Regions from separate parts of the Mus musculus genome. Here region 1 is linked to region 2. Evidence: chromatin contacts called from public promoter capture Hi-C data. All regions are on one chromosome and are shown on one strand. Each heading gives the region's core, a stretch centred on a gene start, on an enhancer-like site or on the middle of the called end of the contact. The rest is flanking DNA. Distances are from core to core; before and after follow the strand shown. Region 1 holds the start of Scube1 (signal peptide, CUB domain, EGF-like 1). Region 2 holds the start of Cyp2d10 (cytochrome P450, family 2, subfamily d, polypeptide 10).

The links. Capture Hi-C pulls out chosen DNA fragments and counts their contacts.
Region 1: a contact with region 2 is called in a promoter capture Hi-C map of liver, with 4 times the contacts expected there. The contact joins the promoter of Scube1 here to the promoter of Cyp2d10 in region 2. A contact is called at or near these places in 1 of 39 promoter capture datasets (embryonic stem cells) and 1 of 9 other capture datasets (liver).

Annotation. Positions count from the first base shown.
Region 1 is chr15:83,723,394-83,729,390 of GRCm38.p6, forward strand. Scube1 (signal peptide, CUB domain, EGF-like 1) reads right to left here and starts at 1,646. Exons shown (of 22, transcript NM_022723.3): 1 at 1,426-1,646. The coding sequence starts at 1,513.
Region 2 is chr15:82,404,073-82,410,161 of GRCm38.p6, forward strand. Cyp2d10 (cytochrome P450, family 2, subfamily d, polypeptide 10) reads right to left here and starts at 3,122. Exons shown (of 9, transcript NM_010005.3): 1 at 2,862-3,122; 2 at 1,835-2,006; 3 at 1,414-1,566; 4 at 1,163-1,323; 5 at 356-532; 6 at 31-172. The coding sequence starts at 3,050.

The DNA of each region.
Region 1 (5,997 bases), core at 396-2,895, 1.3 Mb after region 2:
GGTCAGGGAATGAGAGTGAGGGTCAGGAAGTTTCCTGGGGTTCTGGGGTCCCTTCTATCTCGCACCTACATAGGATGGAACACAGAACTTGGGAAGGGGTGGCTGGGGCTGTCTGCCTTTCAAACTATAAACTTGGCCTGGAAGCAAGGTAGCCTGGCTGAGCCAGACTGCAGATCCCTGTGCAACCCTCAGATATAGGCTGCTCACTTCAACTCTGGTTTTCTTATTCAGCTGTTAGGGCTCCAGAGTCACCAGACTTCCACAGAGGGTAAGGAAAGGCAGAAGAGGATAGACACTAGGAGGGACAGAGAGGAAGGGAGAGGTACACAGGATAGTCCCACAAAAGTGAGGACCCCCAACACCTGGGAGAAATGCCCACGGACTGTCTAGTATCCTCAACAGGACCCAGCTTCTGGAATGGGCGCATGGAAGAAAACTCAGCGCCAATGGAGTAGCATGGACTAGCATAAACTCCCTAGCACTGGATCTCTGTGGGACTCTCCGGAGAGCAAGACAGGCAGGAACCTCCTCGCCCTCTCCAAGGAGAACAAGGAAGAATGTGAAAAGAGAGACTCGGTGTGCAGCTTTGCCCGGAAGCCCCTTCCGGGAAACTCAGATCACGGAGGGACACCCCCACCTAGCAGTTCCTTCTGCCTGGACCAAAGGCTGTGCCTGTGCCTCCGGCCCCCTCTCTCTGATGTCTGTTCTGTTATTCGTGTTCTCATCCACCTCCTTCCCTACGTCTGTCCGTCTTTTCTCCCCCTCCTGTCTGACAGTCCATCTGTCCATCTCTTCCCAGACATCTCCATCCTTCCTCTCTCACTCGGCCCCCTCCCTCGGCGACGCCCCTCCGAGTCCTCCCGTCTCTCTGTCTGGTGTCCATCTGTCTCCTCCTCTCTGTCCTTTGATCTGCCTTTCTCCATTCCGCTGTCCACTGCCTCCTCGCTCCCCTCCCTTGCCTCCTCTCCCCTCTTCCCTCCCGCGGCTGTCTTTCTGAGGGCTTCTTCCTGGGCCCTTTTGTCTGTTCCCACTACGCCTCGGCTCCTGTCCGTCTGTCCCTCTATCTTCCCACCTTCCCTCCAGTCTCAGCGCGTCCTTTCTGACCACCTCCGGGTATCTCCTACGCGGCAGCTGCCCAGTCCTTGGCCCCGGGGGAGCGCCGCTCTCGGTTCGGGGGTCCCCGCCCGTCTCCGTACGCATGCCGGGCCCCGCAGGCGGCCGTCGCGCTTCCTTTCTTCCTCTGGCCTCCCGCTTCCCCTCCCGGGGCCTCAGTCCACCCCGCCCCCGCCGGCCCCGGGCGCCCCGGGCGATCGCAGAAGTTACTTTGCAAGGAGGCAGGATCCGGCGCTGGGCGGCCTCCGACGGCGCGGGGTGGCAGCCTGTAGGACCCCGCGCGCCCTCATCCCCCTGGGTCCTCGCGCTTACCTGGCAGCCCGCTGCCCCCCACCAGCCGCCCGCGCGCTCCCAGAGCGAGCAGTAGGTACAAGTGCCAGCGCACGGCCGCCGCGCCCATGCTCGCTGCGGGCCGCGCCGGGTGCTGGCGTGCGGGGCACGGGACGCTCGGAGCGACCGCTCCGCGAGCGCTCCTGTCTGCAGCGAGCTCCGCTACCGCTCCGGCTCCCAGCCACATAGCCGGCGCGCAGGACAAGCTGACAGCCGCGCGCTCATTGGCCCGCGGCCGTGGGGGGCGGAGCTCCGCGGGAGGCCGTCCAGTGGGCGTCGGGTGGCGTGGCCTGCGGGCGTCTGGGCCCGCCTCCTCTCCCGGGGCCGGCGGCAGGTGGGGGGTGGGAGCCGAGAGAGCTGGGGTCGCGGTACAGGGTGTCACCCGGGGCCTGGACTGGGCCGCAGGCTGCTCTTCCCCAGTCCCTCTTTGTGTGCTGATCCCCGAGGTCCAGGGTGTCTGTTTCCCTTCAGATATGCACACACTCTGTTGGGGGAGTAGAGGTGAAGAAAGGCCCAGAGGCACCCAGGGATGGTGAAGAAGATGCTAAGAGCACGCAGCCAATACATAGGAATTTATTGAGCCGCTACTGGATGCCAAGTGCCGCTGGGGACAGCCACACACTAGTCAGCAGTGAAAGCTCTGGACGATAGCTTCAGAATTTGCGTACAAAATCAAAGGAACTTTTCAGTACTGCCCCGAAGGACAATGGTTATAGGAGTGTTTGTCTTGGACAGGCGCGTGTCGCGCCTAGAACCGTTCTCCCAGTGAATGGACGCGCGACCAGGCCGGATTGAGTGACCTCTCTCTACCCAGGCTCTTGTTGCTCTGCGAAGCCCAGATCCTCGGGTGACAGGCCCAGCGAGGCGGGAGAACCGTGGCGTCGCGGTCTCCCTAGCCCAGATCCTCCCCCAGCTCGGGGTCTACACCTGACCCCTCGGCCTTGAGGCCTGGCGGGCACTCAATGGCCTCTCTCAGCTCCGGAGGGAGGCAGGACACTGAAGAAGTTCAGCAAACCCCAAGGCCCATCTCCTTGACAACCACCAATAAGAGCTCCTGTTTTCTCCTGCTCTCCAGATTCAAAGACTAGAGTTTTAGCTTTTTGTCCACTCTGCCTGTGCAGTGTTGCGCCCAGCGGTTCCCATCCACGCTGGCTCTTTCTTCCTCCCTGCCCCCAGCACACACTTTTGCAGCCACCTCCAAGGCCCCAGAAGGTTAAAGTCATGTGTCTCGGCTCCTGCTGCTAGCCAGACTTCCCGTGGGCTTAGGGCAATGGTTTGGAGACTAAGGCAAGGGATCCATTTCCACGTTATGCAGATGGAATCAAGGAGGAAAACGTGGAACTCTGGCCTCTACTGTGTCCCCATAGGCTCCTACCCTGGCCACTGCATGCATTTTCTTTCCCTGGTTGCTCCTGGCCATGTAGTTTAATTTGGGGGACCTTGTTACCACGCCTTATTTTGTCTTCTCTCAGCTGTAGGGCTTTGAGATTTTTTTCTTCGCCTGTGCAACCAATCGATTTGTGAGATGTGTTGTGTGTGTGTGGGGGGGGGGGAGTGAGGGAGTTTGGGAGAGGAACTCTGACTTCTTAGCACAATGTTTTTCATGTCTCTTCCTCAGGGGCTCTCATCCCCACTCATATTCAGGGGGGATGGAGGCTTGGGATTCCCGTGAGTCCCCGGGGACTCTTTTGCTAATATGGAAATTTTATCTGCAGTAACCTTTATCTTCAGTGACTTGAAGGTCAGGTTTGCTGATGAACTAACACTCTTTAAGCGTGCAAAAGAAACGAGGGTCTCATCTAGGAGACCATGGCTCATGTGGCAGAACCAAAGGGCTGTGCAGGGTGGGGGGGAAGGAGGGCTGGGGGAGGGGAGCTGAGTCTCTAAGTTCCTGACCAAGGAGAAGGTTTATCTCCTTGGAAGAAGGAGGGGGTGGAGAAAGATGCTTTATTTCCTAGAGCAGAAGGCTCTAGATTGTTCTGGGGTGGGTTGGTTACATGGGATCATCACTCTAATGTCAGGACTAAGGATGTCTTGGCACCTTTGCATATTGAGCTGAGAAAGTGGAAGCCACTGGTTTGGGGAACAGACTGGGCTACCTCACATCCGAGCCACCTGTGTGCATTCTGCATGTCAATCGGCACCCACACCCTCCTCTGAGGTCCTCTCTAGACCAACCACAGGCACGGTAGCCTGGCACACAGCTTGCCTTTTGCACCCTGAACCCAATGTCACGTTGCCACCCGGACAGCCTTTGTTTCCTCCTGTCTGTACCCCAGTCCCTGCCCCATAAGCTTGGTGCAAGACCCCCTTCAGGCTCAGAAAATGGAAGTCCCCACTTTCACATCCCTCAGCTTTCTCTCTGTCACCATCCAAAAATGCAACCCTGGGGGCCTTCTCTGTGGCCACAGTTCCCAAAGGGAGCTAAGGCAATTATCATGTGATTCTGTGCATGAATGAACGAATGAACGAACGAACGAATGAATGAATGCATGAGTGAGTGGGTGAATGAACAAATGGTCCCAGAAACAAGGCAGAACCATCTGTGAACTCCTATTGCTCCAGTGAAGTAACTTTGGCCGTGCCAGGTCCTTAAGAATAAAAAGTGAGATGGTGAGATGGCTCAGCGGTTAAGAGCGCCGACTGCTCTTCCAAAGGTCCTGAGTTCAAATCCCAGTAACCACAAGGTGGCTCACAACCATCTATAACGAAATCTGATGCCATCCTCTGGAGTGTCTGAAGACAGCTACAGTGTACTTACATATATTAAATATATATATATATATATATATATATATATATATATATATATATATATATATTAAAATAATAAAACCAGCTGTTCTCTCCCTCTCCCTCTTTCTCTCTCTCTCAAACAACCCACTTTCTGTGCCCTGTAGGGAAGCTAGGCTGGTCAGCAGAACCCCAAATCCTGAGTGCCCAGAGCAGATGACCCTGGACTTGGGGCCCTTTGGCTCCCCCTAGTGACAGTTCGCAAAGGTGTTTGCCTGAAAGAAAGCAAGAGGAATTACCCAGGTCCTCTCTTCTAGGCATGTCCTCTGGGACCTCACCTCAGGTCACAATCTCAACACTGACCAGCCCTGTAATAGTGTCCCCATCACTGAGCCCTCTGCAGCCTGGGTTCCTCAGCTTGAACGATCATGTAGGGTTGCTGGGAAGATAAAACGAGGCAAGACCAGGCAAGCGTGACAATGGGGCCTCTCTGAACCTCAGTACCCTTTCCAGTAGCGGAAGAGTGTTGCTGGTGTTTTCTGGGGAGAATTAAAGGAGACACTGGGATCAGGGTTTTGTGCTCCTGCTAGGGTCATGATAATTATACTACCCCCGCCCCCCTGCTCTGAATGATAACAATAGCCATGGGATTAGAAATGCTTTATTGTGGGCATTTTTAATCAGAAAGGGCTCTTTGGACTACTTGTGAGAGTTTTTTGGGGGACAGAGTTCTCTGTAACCATAAAATGTCATCATGAAGATGCCTTGCCTCTGTGGGGATGACTTGCTGGGGTTTTGCCCCTTTTTTCTTAAGGAAGATTACTTAATTCCTCCCGAGGCCCCTTTGGTCTTTCTTGCTGGCCTTTCTGCAGTTCCCTGTGCCATCCCGGGTCACACAGACTCTTTTCTTGGGCTGTCAGATGGGGTCTTAGTCTCCAGGTGCCTGTGATCCAGACTCTGAGATGGCCCAGAGTTGTGACCCTGTGTCTTTTCCCCTCCTACTTAGTATAACTATAGATAGCACTTGTTGGGCACCCCTGGGGATCTGATATGGTACAGGGACATCAGTGGATCCTGTCATCTACTCCTGTGACACAGAAATTGTTCCCACCCTCATTGGACATCTGAGAAAAATGGATCTGAGGTTGCCTTTCCAGGATCATGGAGCTAGCAAATTTCAGAGGTGGGATTCAAATCCCAGTCTGTACAGGATGTTCATAAAACACAGGGGCCAAAGGACAGAGAGGCACCATGGCACCAGCGGACACTATTCATTGTAAGGCTTTGAGAGTTTTCTGTTTTTGTTCCAATATTGAGAAGAGAGGCTTCCAAATGGTGCCTAAATTGTAGCAAGGTGCAACCTCCCTCCCTGCCTGCCTGCCTGCCTGCCTGCCTGAGGCCTTAGCCAGCTTTACCATTCTGCCACTCCTTCCTCCCTCTTTCAGGAGGCAGAAGAGACAGGATGATTCTGGAAGTGCTTCTCAGAGACCCCTAAGTGGAGCAGAGAACCATCGGCTCATTAAGGCACTTTACAGGCTAGGGGCAGGGGCATGGCGTCCGTGAGGGACACTCATGAACCTGACTTGTGGCTTCAGGTTCACAGATGGACATGAAGACAAGAGAGCTACAAGTGTAATCTGGGGACAGCTCAGCCTGGGCTCATCTGACATCTGGGGAAACTGAGGTTCAGTCTCACTAATCTATTGTTCCTGGGACCTTGTCTACCTATTGCTGTCTCCGAATATCAGACTCAACTCAGGGGACCATTAGTACTTCCCCAAAGCCTTGTCTACACACACACACACACACACACACACACAC
Region 2 (6,089 bases), core at 1,872-4,371:
CTACCTCCCTCCTAGCCCCACCAGGCTCACGCTGCACATCCGGATGCAGGATCATGAGCAGCAGGGCCCAGGACAGTGTGGTTGAGGTGGTCACCATCCCTGCAGTGAACAGGTCTAGCACAACCATGCGCAGGTTCTCATCATTGAAGCTGCTCTCAGCATTCCCCTTTACCTGGGCCAGGCAGAGATGATGTGCTTAGCAGGGACAGGAAGTCCCACATGGCCTCCCATTGTCCCTGAGGCAGCCCAGGTGCTGAGTCACTTGATGATACACAGGACTCTACCCATCTACCCTCCCAGATCACAGGACATCAGCCCACAGCCCCTGGCAACATCGTTTGAATCTGCCAGTCACCTTCTCTATCTCTGCCAGGAAGGCATCAGTCAAATTTCGGGGTGGCTGGTCAGGGTCCCAGGTGTTCCTATTCTCAGTCAACAGATTCTCCACTATGGCCAGTAAGGACTTCTGACCTTGGAAGACCTTCCCAGGCAGTCCTGGGATGCGCAGGAGTATGGGGAACATATTAAGAACCTGTGAGAATACAGTAAGTCTCAGAGGTTCATCTTCATAAAATTAATTATTAGTGAATCATGATCATGTATGGTGCTTATGAGCCATGGTGTGTGGAAGCAAGTGATAGGACAGTGTGTGGAGTCAATTGTCTCTATCCCACATGAGTCTCAGACATCAAACTGGGGTTGGCTGGCTTGCTTGGCGAGTCCTTACCCACCCACCATTTGACTGGTTCCTCGGTTCTATTGATGCTCCTTATCCACCTGGACCAGGCTCAGTTTCCAGCCTCCTTCACAATGGACCCAGAGCCTGTTTGTCCCTACCTCTCCCCTGTCCTATCTTCAATTATTAAATTTGCAAGAGCCACCTAAGTAAAGTTCTCTCAGCCCTAGGAGAACAGGAATATTCTACCCCAACGACAACCACAGGCTTTGTGTCTTACATGCAAAAGAAGGCCCAGGTTCTCTCCCTTTCTGGAAATACTAACCTTGGTCCACTTCTCCCATCCTGTCATCTAACAGTTGTCAACAGTCATATCCTTCTGGAGTTGAACCTAAGAAGGCCTCTCGCACAGCCTTGGCACATAGCTTCCCTCAGCGAAGATGGACTGCACAGAAGTGGCTCTGTAGCCTGCCCTGAACCTCCTACCTCAGGAATTAAGCCAGAGATTTCTGTCAAACTATCTTCCAGTACTTTCTGCATCCTGATGAGGTAAGGGTCTTCATATTCAAAGCGACGGGCAAAAATGAGAGATGCAATCACATTGCACACAGCGTTGTTCAGCATGGTGTTGGGATTGATGGGCTGCCCTGGGAGTGGATATGGAATGGAGATGCAAGCAAGTCAATGGACTGCCCATGTCTCCCTGTGCCCAGCTACATCCCTCACCCATCACCCACCAGCCTGGGCGGTGAAGGCATCACAGAGGTGTCTGGCCTCCTTGGTCACCCAGTCCTCCAGTGATTTCTTGCCCAGGCCAAAGTTGCGCAGGGTAGACACAGAGAATCGCCTCTGCTCTCGCCACTCGGGCCCGTAGGGTGCAAGGACCACACCTGCAGACACATCGGTATGTAACCAAGAATGCCCAACTCTACTGTCTCCTTCTCTCCTCAATTCTCTTTTCTGTGTTCTGTCCTGGCCATGAGCCTCTCAAAACCTTGCTATCACAATCCAGTGCATGCCTTCTGGGTAGTCCTCCTGGATTCCAGTGACTCTTCTGTGAATTGCTTGACCACATTCCCACCCACATTCATAACCTGTGCTTCCTCAGCTTATTCCCACACGTCTGAACCCAAATCCACCGTCCACACAGCCCTTTACCTTGGGATCCAGGCTTCACACCCAGGTACTCAAAGATGGGCACTTGAGGGCGGTCAGCAGTGTCCTCTCCACAGGTCAACAGCACTTCCTTCATTGCCTTCAGTCCATTGATCACAACCATAGGCTTCCAGCCCATCTGCAGGCTGAACACGTCACCATAGCGGTTTTGAAGCTGACGTAGAGGGACAAAGCACATAGGAAGTAGAGGTGCCCACAGATAATAGAACCAGTTTCACTGCACAACAATGTCAAAGTGAGAGGGTGCCAGGCAGTTTCTTTGTGTGTGAGTGCACATTTGTGTATGTTTACATATGCATGTTTGTGTATGTGAATTTAAGTATGTGTGCATATGTGTATGTGACTCCATGTATCTCTCTGTCTCTGTATTTGCATGTGTACATATCTATTTGTGTGTATCTTGCTTGTTATTGAACCTTGCTCATATATCCTGGGAAAATGCTCTTCATTGAGCTCCATCCCATGCGTGAGGAGGCCTACTAATGTGGTGTCTTATCTTTTAAGTTTAGCAAAGGTGTCATAGTAGATGTCACACCCCAGCAGTTCCCTGGCCAGACCCAGAAACCTATCTTGGGTTCTTTTAGTATGTCAATATACGTGAAAAAAACTCTGGTTCCTCTTGATGAGCAGTGAGTCCAGAGAGCACACAGAAGCAAGAGATTCACGCAGCCACAGTCCCTCTCTCCACTCAGTGTCACGACTGACATGGAGTGGTAGACTTCACAGCATATCAAGACCTCATCATTGACAGGAACATAAAGTACTTGGGACCTCTACAGTTCCTGTCCTGTCCAACTAGGCTGAACATTCCTTTCATACCTTGCTTCACCCTTGGATTTTATTCCCCCAATCCTTTGCCCTACAAATTCCCAGTGGCTGCCACAAAAACATGTCTAAGCCTATTCCCTCTTGGGGATCTAGATCTAGCCACTAAACTGTGGCTCAAACCCTACTATGTGCCACTATGGACACTATAACCTCACATACCATCCATTGCTGAGTCACTCACCTTGTACAAGCTGTATGGCATGTTATCCAGGTCCACCTGCAGCAGGTTACCCAGCACAGGCCATGGCACAGGGCCCGGTGGGTAGCGAGAAGTCCAGCGCTGGTGCCGGTGCATCAGGTCCACCAGTAATATGAAGATAACGGTGAATATGGCCACAGACCACAGGCCAGCCCCAGTCAGCAGCTCCATGGCTACCCCACTTCTGCCCAGGCTTTCCAGAGACCAATGAACAACACTCAATGTAACACCTAGAATCAGACTGGCCCAAGCTTGGATCCTGCTGCCTTATAAAGGAGTGCCAGGGTTGCCCTTTGTCCTCTGTGTCCTGCCCCAACACTGTGTTTTGTTTGTCCACCTGTAGGGAGGAGCTAGTGATGTTCAGTTCCTTTCAGGAGTTTAGCATTCTGATTCTGCTGGGCTGAACATGGTAGGCAGATATCTCGTGGACTCCTGCTTCAGGACGAATGTTCTGATCATTGTGTGCAGGAAATTCATCGGGTTTGCTACTCATGCAAATCTTAGAGGGCTTGAGGACATTGCCTCAGAGAGGAATGAGACCTCCTAGATCTTCATGGAGCACTTTCCTGGCAGACATGAGGGTTGACTGGCATCATGTCAATCACTTCTGTGTGTGTGAGCAGTGGGAGGCTGTTTCCAGATGAGGCTGGAGCCCCAATGGGCAAAAGCAGGGCAGTCGGGAATGGCAGCTGAAATCCCTGTGGGCGAGTGAGGGCCAGTAGTGGGAGGTTACCTAGACTTGCTATGGGGAAGTGAAAGGTAGTGGTGGGAAGGCAGCTAAAGGCTCTGCTGGTAAGTGAGGTCCAGTGGGGTAGCACAACCGGAGCACTGCCATCTTCAGTATAGGTCTGTCATCATCCAATTAATCAGGCAGCAAGATACACAACACAGAAGTTATCAGACCCAGTATGAAGAAGTGGAGAAGTGGTCTGAGAACCTTGGGGGGGGGGCACTAATTTGGTCCATGGACGTGTCACATGCTGGCCTCTGTCTCTTATCCACCCTTTGTTTCGTGGTGGGTCAATCTCACCTGGCAAGAGTCTTCCATCTGGAGATACGTAAGGTAGTTTTCTTCCTCATGCCAGAGGTCTGTGGCCAGGGTGAGCAGCCAAGAGGAAAAAAGAATGATGACTCCTGAGCCTTCAAACAAATGGCTACTGTGTGCTGGTCACTGCTGTACACCCACACATAGCTCATCATTCACTAGGGTCAGCAGAGGCTCAGTCTCTGTCCTTGTTGGGCTCCAGACCTCTAAAGATCATAGGCTTGGAAGTCACTGTGGAATCTAGGCAGGCTCTCTCTGTTGCTCCTTCGATGTGCCAGAAGGGAGGCTGGAGCATTATCCCCTCCCGTGGGTGCGAGGGGTTCCGCAAGCCTGGAAGGAAATTGGAGGAAGGGAAGGAGAGGCAGGAGACCAAGAAGATGGTACCTAACAAGGTCTCGTTTATTAGGCTGAGGTGCCTTGTTTTAAAAGCATACATCATGGGGAGTAGGGGCGGGGTCAAGGGGGAATTTTACAAAGAACAAGGAAGCGGGCATCTGCTGACATGGGGGCCGAAGTCAGGCGCCAGGCAGCGGGCACTCTGCATCTTTTTTTTTCTTTCAAATATTTTATTTATTTATTTTTATTATTTTATTATTTTTTAATATTTTTTATTACGTATTTTCCTCAATTACATTTCCAATGCTATCCCAAAAGTCCCCCATACCCTCCCCCCCACTCCCCTACCCACCCATTCCCACTTTTTGGCCCTGGCGTTCCCCTGTACTGGGGCATATAAAGTTTGCGTGTCCAATGGGCCTCTTTTTCCAGTGATGGCCGCCTAGGCCATCTTTTGATACACATGCAGCTAGAGTCAAGAGCTCCGGGGTACTGGTTAGTTCATAATGTTGTTGCACCTAGAGGGTTGCAGATCTCTTTAGCTCCTTGGTTACTTTCTTTAGCTCCTCCACTGGGGGCCCTGTGATCCATCCAATAGCTGACTGTGAGCATCCACTTATGTGTTTGCTAGGCCCCGGCATAGTCTCACAAGAGACAGCTATATCAGGGTCCTTTCAGCAAACGCTTGCTAGTGTATGCAATGGTGTCATCGTTTGGAGGCTAATTGTGGGATGGATCCCTGGATATGGCAGTCTCTAGATGGTCCATCCTTTTGTCTCAGCTCCAAACTTTGTCTCTGTAACTCCTTCCATGGGTGATTGTTTCCAATTCTAAGAAGGGGCAAAGTGTCCACACTTTGGTCTTCATTCTTCTTCAGTTTCATGTGTTTTACAAATTGTCTCTTATATCTTGGGTATACTAAGTTTCTGGGCTAATATCCACTAATCAGTGAGTACATATCATTTGAGTTCTTTTGTGATTGTGTTACCTCACTCAGGATGATGCCCTCCAGGTCCAACCATTTGTCTATGAATTTTATAAATTCATTCTTTTTAATAGCTGAGTAGTACTCCATTGTGTAAATGTACCACATTTTTTGTATCCTTTCCTCTGTTGAGGGGCATCTGGATTCTTTCCAGCTTCTGGCTATTATAAATAAGGCTGCTATGAACATAGTGGAGCATGTGTCCTTCTTACCGGTTGGGACATCTTCTGGATATATGCCCAGGAGAGGTATTGCGGGATCCTCTGGTAGTACTATGTCCAATTTTCTGAGGAACTGCCAGACTGATTTCCAGAGTGGTTGTACAAGCTTGCAATCCCACCAACAATGAAGGAGTGTTCCTCTTTCTCCACATCCTCACCAGCATCTGCTGTCACCTGAATTTTTGATCTTAGCCATTCTGACTGGTGTGAGATTGAATTTCAGGGTTGTTCTGATTTGCATTTCTCTGATGATTAAGGATGCTGAGCATTTTTTTCAGGAGCTTCTCAGCCATTCGGTATTCCTCAGGTGAGAATTCTTTGTTTAGCTCTGAGCCCCATTTTCTAATGGGGTTATTTGATTTTCTGGAGGCCACCTTCTTGAGTTCTTTATATATATTGGGTATTAGTCCCCTATTCAATTTAGGATAGGTAAAGATCCTTTCCCAATCTGTTGGTGGCCTTTTTGTCTTATTGACGGTGTCTTTTGCCTTGTAGAAGCTTTGCAGTTTCATGAGGTCTCATTTGTCAATTCTTGATAATACAGCACAAGCCATTGCTATTCTATTCAGGAATTTTTCCCCTGTGCCCATATCTTCGAGGCTTTCCCCCACTTTCTCCTCTAT